Linked DNA regions of Mus musculus: region 2 is linked to region 1. The links are chromatin contacts, called in public promoter capture Hi-C maps. All regions are on one chromosome and are shown on one strand. The core of a region is the stretch at or near the end of the contact, and the rest is flanking DNA. Distances in the headings are between cores, read along the strand shown. Region 1 overlaps Peak1 (pseudopodium-enriched atypical kinase 1). Region 2 holds the start of Odf3l1 (outer dense fiber of sperm tails 3-like 1).

Region 1 (4,595 bases), core at 1,579-4,078:
AGAGAGAGAGAAGAAAGTCTAGGGTAAGAGGTTAAAGAGAGAGAGTGGGAGGAGAGAGTGTAAGAGAGTGAGGAAAGGGAGTAAAAGGAGAGAGTGAGGTGGGGCCAAGCAGCCCCTCTTATGGTGGGACGGTATCTTGTTGTTGCTAGGTAACTGGGAGAAGTCTAGCGTGAAGGTCAGAAGCTTGGGACATTGTGTACGTGACTAAAAGCCACAGCTTCTCCTGTGGGGGCTGTGGGGACGGTAACTTCGACAGGAGCCAGGGAATTCCAGGAGACATGAGGGACCGCCTTCCATCCCATGTAGGTGAACTATCACCACTGGGTTTCACCAGGGTTCCACACCTCAGCTCAACTGGAGACCAGACTGTCTGTGCATAACCCATTGCCCCACAGGGGACGGGATGAGAAAGAGCGCCAGGCTTAGAAATTCCTACAGAATGTAAGAGAACATTTATTATGCTAGTTGTGTTGTCTTCTAGGTATACAAAAGATAGAGCAGAACCAGCTTTGGCATTGCAACACACTCAACTCTGCAAACTGCTAATATTTATCTGGACGCTTACTTATCCTTTCTTATTTGGAAAAACATAAACTGGACATGCAGTCTTCTTGGTACTAAAACATTCAAAATCCTTCCTTCTAGCTCTTTGAAATTAAATAGTGTATTATCTATAATCATAATATTGTACAAGCATCTGAATTCATGCCTCCAACCTATTGTTTACACCTGCTGCTCAGCCATCCCCAGCCTCTCCCCAGCCTTTGAAAACCACTAGCTCCGTCCAGCTTCTATGAGACCATTCTTAGGGATCCACATCTGACTGAGATCACACTGTTGTTTGTATGAGCCTGGTTTATTTCACTTTAGCAAATCATCTCCACCTCCATCCTTGTCATCACAAAACACAGACTGTTGTTATTTTTATGTATATGTACCATAGTTTATTTATCCAGTCAGTAGTTAATATCATTTCCATTTCTTGCCTATCAGTAGTAAACGGTAGAATACTGATGTTCCTTCAACAGTGCTGCTTCCGTTCCCGTGACTACGCAGTGAATGTGTGAGGTCACGTGGTGGCTCTGTTTCTCACTCTTTGAGGCTCCTCTCTGACTGTTCTCCTTCCTGTTCTCACCAGCAGTGTGCACCACGAGGTTCTGTTTCTCCACACTTTTCACCAGCGCTTTTTTTTTTCTTTCGGTGACAGCCTTGCTTTTTTTTCTATGATTTGTTTTTGCTACTTTTTAATTATGTATATGGGGAGGTGAGGTGTGTCTATCTGAGTGCAAGCACCCTCAGAGCCCAGAGGCAGCTGGTCCTCCTGGAACTGGAGTTACATGTGCTTGTGACCTTCATGGCATGTGTGCTGGGAACTGAACTCAGGTCCTGCACAACAAAAGCTAGTATTCCTAACTGCTGAGCAACCTCTCCAGCCCAGGAACATCCGTTCTAGTGGAAGTGAGGGATATGGTTTGCTTTGCCTTTCTCTGGTGTGCGTGTGTGTGTTCGTGTGTGTGTGTGTATGAGTGTATGTCTGTGTGTGTGTGGGGGGGGGGGTGTATGTGTGTGTGTGTCCCATTGTATGCCTTGTGCTAATTACTTTTAATTGAATTGTTTGAGTTTTAGTGATTTTTGTTGTTGTTTTTGGTTGTTGGTTAGTATTTTTTTATTTTGATTTTTGTTTTGTTTGTTTTTTTCAAGACAGGATTTCTCTATGTATCCCTGGCTGTCCAGGAACTCACTCTGTAAACCAGGCTGACCTTGAACTCAGAAATTCGCCTGCCTCCCAAGTGCTGGGATTAAAGGCATGTGCCACCACTGCCCAGTTATTTAGAATTCCTAATACATTCTGAATAGCCCCTTATCAGATATGTAGTTTCAATTATATCTCCCATTGTTATGTTTTCAGTCTGTTTTCTTTGTGATACAGAAGTTTTTTAGTTTGGTATAGTCTCTAATGTCTATTTATGCTTTTATTACTTATCCTTTTAGAGTCTTGTACACAAATTTCTTTCCTGATCCAACATCCTACAGTCTTTTCCCTGTTTCTCCTGGTTTTATAACTTCATAGTTTGAGGGTAAATCTTTAATTCATCTTGAGTTGATTTTGTAACTGATGAGAGCTTAGGGGTCAAGTTCCATTCTTCAGCATGCGTACATCCACTTTTCCAGCTCCGTTAGTTGGAGCCCACAGTCTAAGGGGCTTGTATGAAAGCTGGAGGTGGTGCGCATAAGGCACTGAGTGCAGACTAGAGGTGGTGCACATAAGGCACTGAGTGCAGACTAGAGGTGGTGCACATAAGGCACTGAGCGTAGCCTTGAATGTGGGTCCATGAGAAACGGTAGTCACTTATAGGCTGGCTGCCCAGACCCTTTCTGAAGACTTACTGTGTTCCTAATGAGTCACCTTGCAGTTAATCATCCTCTGCACCTCGTGTGTCTGCTTATGGGAAGTCTAAGTGTGCCTCCTGCTCTCTTTCAGATCTGCAAGAGCAAAGCTAAGGAGTCTCAGCAGTATTACCATAGCCTGGCTGTCCGGCAGAGTCTGCCTGTGCATTTTAACATCCAGCAGGATTGTGGCCATTTCCTTGCTGAAGTCCCTAGTCGTCTGCTTCCCTGGGAGGATCCTGATGCTCCTGAAAAGGCAGAGGATGGCACTGAAGACAGCGAAGAAGAGGGGAAGGCAGAAACTTTGGGGGGAAATCCTGAGCCCTGCTCTGAAACAGAGCCATCCCAGAAAGAGAACCAACGAGTCACAAACAGGAAACAAAGAAGCCACGTTGTGGTCATCACCAGGGAGGTTCCCCATCTCACTGTGGCCGACTTCGTGCGAGATTCTTTGGCCCATCATGGGAACAGCCCTGACTTGTATGAGAGGCAAGTGTGTCTGCTGCTCTTACAGCTGTGCTCTGGGCTTGAGCACCTCAAGCCCTACCACGTCACGCACTGCGATCTTCGCCTGGAGAACTTGCTGCTTGTCCAGCACCAACCTGGGGGAGCTGCCCAGGGCCCTTCTCCTGCAGACCCTTGCCCCACCTTAGCTTGTCCTACAAGGCTCATTGTGAGTAACTTCTCTCAGGCCAAGCAGAAGAGCCACCTGGTGGACCCCCAGATCCTCCGAGACCAGTCCCGCCTTGCCCCAGAGATCATCACGGCCACCCAGTATAAGAAGTGTGATGAATTCCAGACGGGCATTCTCATCTATGAGATGCTGCACCTGCCCAACCCTTTTGACGAGAACCCGGAGCTGAAGGAGAAGGAGTACACGCGCACAGATCTGCCTCGGATCCCTCTCCGCTCCCCGTACTCCTGGGGTCTACAGCAGCTTGCTAGCTGCCTCCTGAATCCCAACCCTTCTGAGCGCATCCTCATTTCTGACGCCAAAGGCATCCTCCAATGTCTGCTCTGGGGCCCCCGAGAAGATCTCTTTCAAATCTTCACCACCTCTGCAACCCTCGCACAGAAGAACGCTCTGCTCCAAAACTGGTTAGACATCAAGCGAACCCTGCTGATGATCAAGTTCGCGGAGAAGTCCCTGGACAGAGAGGGGGGCATCAGCCTGGAGGACTGGCTTTGTGCTCAGTATCTGGCCTTTGCCACTACAGACTCCCTGAGCTATATTGTAAAAATCCTGCAATACCGTTAATATGGCCCGGGCATTGCTTTTATTGTTAAATATCTCCACCTTCCTCATGTTACCCTCATGTCCCTGTCCTGGTATCCACTCAGAATTTAAGGAAAGGAAAGAAGCCAACTGCCACCCTTGTCCAGGGACATGGGCTCCATTCAGCAAGGTCACCTACAGCTTTCTACAGTGAATGGCTGAGTGTTTCTTTACTGTACAGCAGTTCAGCTGCACAAACATGCAGTCACCTTCCCTTGGAGCATTTGTCATCCCAATAGTCTCACAAATGTGGGGTAAAAAGTGAAAAATGCACAGCCATGAAGGAGCAGCTCCCATGGAATGATCTCACCAAGCTGCATACACCTCTTCCATAACTCTGAAGCTCGCCTGCATTAACTAGCTAGCAGTACACACATCACCAACCTCAGCTGTCACCCACTAATGCTCTCACAGCAGATTCCTCTCCCTTGAAGTGACCACCTCTTTCCCTAGAGGACATCCCATTATCCTTCTTGGCTCCGTTGTAGTCACTGGGGACTAGCCTTTGCTCTGGCATACAGTGAAAGGAGGGGACCCTACATAGAGAGCCACCCGGCAGCCGCAACCCTGCTGCCACTGCTTCACTGTCCTTCACCTTCACCCTGTCCCGCCTGCTGAAGTTTGGGTTTATCATTCACTTCTTGTGGTGGCCCATTACAAAGCTGACCAAAGGTGGTATCACCGATGCCTCAGCAGGATGAAATATAGTCCAGAGATTATGAATAGTTGGCAGGATATGAAGAAATAATGTCCTTATGTGTGCAATTCTCCAGGGGCCCTCAGGGAACAGACTTTCAAGTACTGTTCTTTGATTCCTGTCAGACCTACCCGCATGGCAGCCAGGCCTGGTGGTGTCTGTCTGAGTCAGAGTTTCTTCCCCCACAAGCAGTAATTGGCCAGCTTCCTTCCGTCAGTAAGCCGGTATTAACTA
Region 2 (4,182 bases), core at 793-3,292, 650 kb before region 1:
CCTATAACTCCAGTTCCATAGGGTCTGACACCTTCACATACAAGTATAACACCAACGTATATAAAATAAAAATAAATAAGAAAACAAAAGCAAGCTCTCCCTTCCATGTTGCATTGAGCTGTCTGGGTTTTTGAGTTTTTACAAATCTGTCACAGTTCTTTAGGATTTCTTTGTTTTCTGGGATATTGGCAGGTTTTGTTCTTGTTTTTTGACTCCAGGTCAGTTTTTATCTTGTGGACCAGTCAGTTTGTCTGGTATTCTTGTGGTCAGATTTTTATCTTTGGGAAACACAACAGAGCGGTGTTGTGGTCTCCTGGTGTATCCTTCTAGGAGGCACCAGCGTTTTCCTTGGTGGGATTGTGTGTTGTTTGTCTTTGTTTTGGTTTTTAATTTAAAAATATTGTAGAATGAGTGGTGGCACGTGACTTTAGACACAGCACTCAGGAGGCAGAGGCAAGCAATATCTATGAGTTCGAGGCCCACCTGGTCTACATGGCAAGTTCCAGGACAGCCTGGGCTACATGGTCAGACCTGTACCCAACCTCCCCTCAGCAAACCAAGATAGTATAGTGGGTAGAAGCACTCACTAACTTGATGACCTGAATCCCATGGTAGAAGTAGAACACTGACTCTGTGTTATCCTCTGTAGCATGCACGCACCCATACAACACACAATAATAAAATGATAACAGCTTCTGTGTGAGATGTACATACACTATACATCTGTGTAGAAGCCAGAGGTCAGTCACCATTGGGTAGCTTTTTCTATTGCTCCTCACCTTCTCTCATTGGACCTGAAGCTCACTGATCAGGTAAGCTGAAGGGCCAGGCACTCCTCCCCAGTGCTGGATTACAGGCACGCACTGTGTCACCCAGCTTTTCATGAGGATCCTGGGAGTCCAGGCTCAGCTCCTCACGCTTGCATCGTAAGTACTTTACCCACTGATCTTCATCACATGTGTCACCTGGTTGAGGCTGAGCCTGCCAGACTGCGTCCAGGCAAAGTTACTGTTTTCCATTTTTGTGATTAATAAGCTTTTGCCAATACTGAAAGGTCGGGGTGAGGAAGAAGACCCAGAAGCAAGCCAGTAAAGGAACAGTGGAAACCAGGGAAGGAAAACCAGGAGAAGATCTTGGAGCTGGGAGAGGGTCTTGTGAAGCAGGAGGAGTGGTCAGCAGTGTTGGTTCAATGCTACCAAGTGGCCAAGTCAGAAGAGGTTGCCAAGAGTCTACTGTGTTTAGCATCTGCGTGCAGGTCTGTGGGCATCTCATCCAACTTAGCTTGGGTGGAGCAACGGGCCTAAAGCCAGCTTTCAGTGAGTCAAGGAGAAAAGAGAGGCAGACTGGCCACCACAGAGAAAACACCCTTTGAGTAAATGGGTCTGTGAAATGGCAGAGACAGACAGGTAGGTACAGAGACATGTGTGGGCTCAAGGGCAGGGTTGCTTTTATTTTTAGAGATTATTTATTCATTTTATAACTGTGTGTGTATGCTTGAATGTATGTTTATGTACACCATGCATGCAGGGCTTAGATGGTAGAAGAGAGTATTGGATCCCCTGGAACTGTAGCTATGGGTGGCTATGAGCTACCTGATGTGGGTTCTGGGAGCTGAACCCCAGCCCTCTGGAGGAACTGGAAGTGTTCTTAGCCAGTGAGCCATCTCTTTAGGCCCTAGAGGCAGAGCTTTTAACAGGTGGAAGGGACCTTGGCTATCAGAGGTGATAAGAGTTGCCAGTAGAAGGGCTGGTTAAGATGGTTAAGAGCGCCGACTGCTCTTCCGAAGGTCCCGAGTTCAAATCCCAGCAACCACATGGTGGCTCACAACCATCCGTAACGAAATCTGATGCCCTCTTCTGGAGTGTCTGAAGACAGCTACAGTGTACTTACTTATAATTTAAAAAAAAAAAAAAAAAGAGTTGCCAGTAGATGTGGAAATTGGAAGAGCAGCCATAGCTTCCAGGGAAAGTGGAATTGGGCAGGCCTTGTTGAGAGGCCTGCAGCTCCAGCACTTCACAGTCTCTGTTTTCACTTGTGCAGGTGGGTAGGAACTGCATGGAGGTCCAGTCTTATGGAGGGGAGTGAGGCATGCTGGGATAGTATCTGGGGACAGCAGAGCAAGCTGCTTCTAGGTGAGGCTCAATGAGGTTGCCAAATCCAAGGCTGAGAGCTCTGAGGGTGAGGAGGAGGAGGAGGAAGAGGAGGAGGAGGAAGAGGCAGGAGCTCATTGGTCTGGTACATAAAGACTGCTGGGGAGTAGGAAACGGAGGGCTCTTTCTAGGGAGGTGGCAGTTGGTGTTGTGGGAGGTAATAAAAGCCCAGGACCACTGCTGGGAACAGGGTTTGGGAGGGACTTGGCAGAGGTCTTGGTGCATGAGGAGGACTGTGCATTGATTGGGGAGTGGGTCTTAGGTGGGCCAAAGTTACCAAGTCATGGTAGGAGTTAGGAGGTAGCCATGAACCAGGGCTGCCACCGTGTTGTGAGGAACAGGTGGATACTGGAACTCATGTGACCAAGGCCGTGAATGGAAGAGCTATCATCTTGGGCCTGAAGCAGCCAAGGGGCCTGCTTCAGGGGATCCCAGACTCCATCAGAGGCAGAGTGCATGCCACAGAAGTGAGCAACTTGGGCCAGCTGAAGGTGAAGAAACCCATTTCCTCAAGAAAGCTGTGTATGAAGGCCTGTGACAGGAACAGAACAGACCCCTGGGAAGGAAGCACTTGGAGTACCACCAGGCAGGGGAGAGGGGGTGGCCCGGAGTGCTTACAGGGTGGGGTGAAATGAGACGTGGTCCCCAGCAGAGGGGCTGCTGCTGGTGGCTGGGAGCCTGCTCTGTTCTGAGCCTTTCTGTCCCCAAGACTCTTGACTTCCCAGCATGCCTGATGATGGCTGCACTTGGCGGATGCCTAGAGTTCAGAGCACCACAATGGCAGCTCTCTGAACAGTGAGACTGACCTGAAGAGATTCCTGCATTTTGTGTTCTGCTTCCTCTCCTGTCACTGTGGCCTCAGTGTCTACACTGGGGTGGTGACAGACTACCATTCATCCTTTAATTCCTATGACAGACAGAGACCTTTCTTAACCTGGCTCAGATCTAATCCCAGTGGTGGATGTAAGGCTGGGTCCTGGGTCCCTCTGGGCTCTTAGGCTGAAGCCATCTCTGGGATTTTCCTAGACTGGGGCTCATCCCTCTGTCACATGGAGACTGCATAGCCTCTGACACTCATATTTCCTAACATCCTCCTTCAGAGGTGTGCTCTCTACAAAGTCATGGGAACCTACTGCTGTGGACCCCAGTGTGAGCCCTTTATCATCCTGCTTGTTCCCCACACTGTGTCTGGAACACTACCATTAGGTAAGTATTCCTTTAGCTAGATGTGGATCTTTAATGATATCGTGCTTTGGCAAAGAGTCTGGGAAGGGGCTGTGAGAGACCTTAGTGGGAAATAGGTTAGCTTACAGAAGTAGACTGGTAGAAGAGAGGACTTACCCAGAGTCTAGAGGAGATAGGTGGAAAGGACAGGGGGACAGGAGCTGCAGGAGTGGGCAGGAACTCTTCGCCCAGGACCCACTCAACCTTTCTGTCCCTGTCCCCAATTATAAAACACCTACTGGTAGTGAGCAGCTGGCTCAGGGTCCATGTCATTCACTACTCCCTTCCCAGACCAGGGGTATTGGGGAACGCCCAGGGCATTCAGCCTGGTTGGATATATGAGAGGACATGGAGCTGAATTTTTCTGTATCTGGGCTCTCAGCAGAGAGCTGCCATACCACAGTTCAGGCACCACGGCAACGGGAGAAATAAACACTCCGGGCCTCACAGTCCAAGTTCTGCTTCGATGTGACATCATCCTCCACTCCAGCCACTGGGGCCCGACCCCCGCCTCCTGTACTGGCTGCACTTCTGTGGTGGCTTCAGCTGTTGAGCCGAGGCATCTTCTCACACAGCCCCTCCCCTAGCTGTCTCGGTGTCTCTGAAGTGGGGTGGGGAGTGAATAGAGGGGCCTGGGCAGGGGTACTGGCTCCCGGCTTCTCAGGCACTGCTTGTAACCGCTACTATTTTCTCTCAGCCTTCACTATGAAGCAGTCCAAGGGGTCCAGGAACTATGTGTTCTACGCACAGCACCCAGAGAAGGAGGAAGAGGTGCCCTCATGGCATGAAATCAAGCAGACCCCTGTCA

What was found. Promoter capture Hi-C pulls out the DNA fragments that hold promoters and counts their contacts.
Region 2: a contact with region 1 is called in a promoter capture Hi-C map of the HPC-7 cell line, with 4 times the contacts expected there. The contact joins the promoter of Odf3l1 here to the enhancer-like site in region 1. A contact is called at or near these places in 17 of 39 promoter capture datasets (the 3T3-L1 cell line, 3T3-L1-derived adipocytes, the C10 cell line and 12 more), 10 of 484 Hi-C or Micro-C datasets (B cells, the Ba/F3 cell line, CD4 T cells and 6 more), 6 of 115 datasets of contacts at active chromatin or transcription factors (embryonic basal ganglia, embryonic forebrain, embryonic midbrain and 3 more) and 1 of 9 other capture datasets (embryonic stem cells).

What each region holds. Positions count from the first base shown.
Region 1 is chr9:56,205,499-56,210,093 of GRCm38.p6, reverse strand. It overlaps Peak1 (pseudopodium-enriched atypical kinase 1), which reads left to right. Exons shown (of 7, transcript NM_172924.3): 7 at 2,483-4,595. The coding sequence ends at 3,646. Among named protein-coding and RNA genes, the nearest start is that of Peak1os, 34 kb to the left of the region's middle. Within about 2 kb of position 2,828, at least 71 of the 459 cell types and tissues checked have an H3K27ac peak or open chromatin away from gene starts, as enhancers often do. A contact at or near this core is called in the HPC-7 cell line, where this site is marked.
Region 2 is chr9:56,851,674-56,855,855 of GRCm38.p6, reverse strand. Odf3l1 (outer dense fiber of sperm tails 3-like 1) reads left to right here and starts at 2,042. Exons shown (of 5, transcript NM_001374681.1): 1 at 2,042-3,356; 2 at 4,072-4,182. The coding sequence starts at 3,272.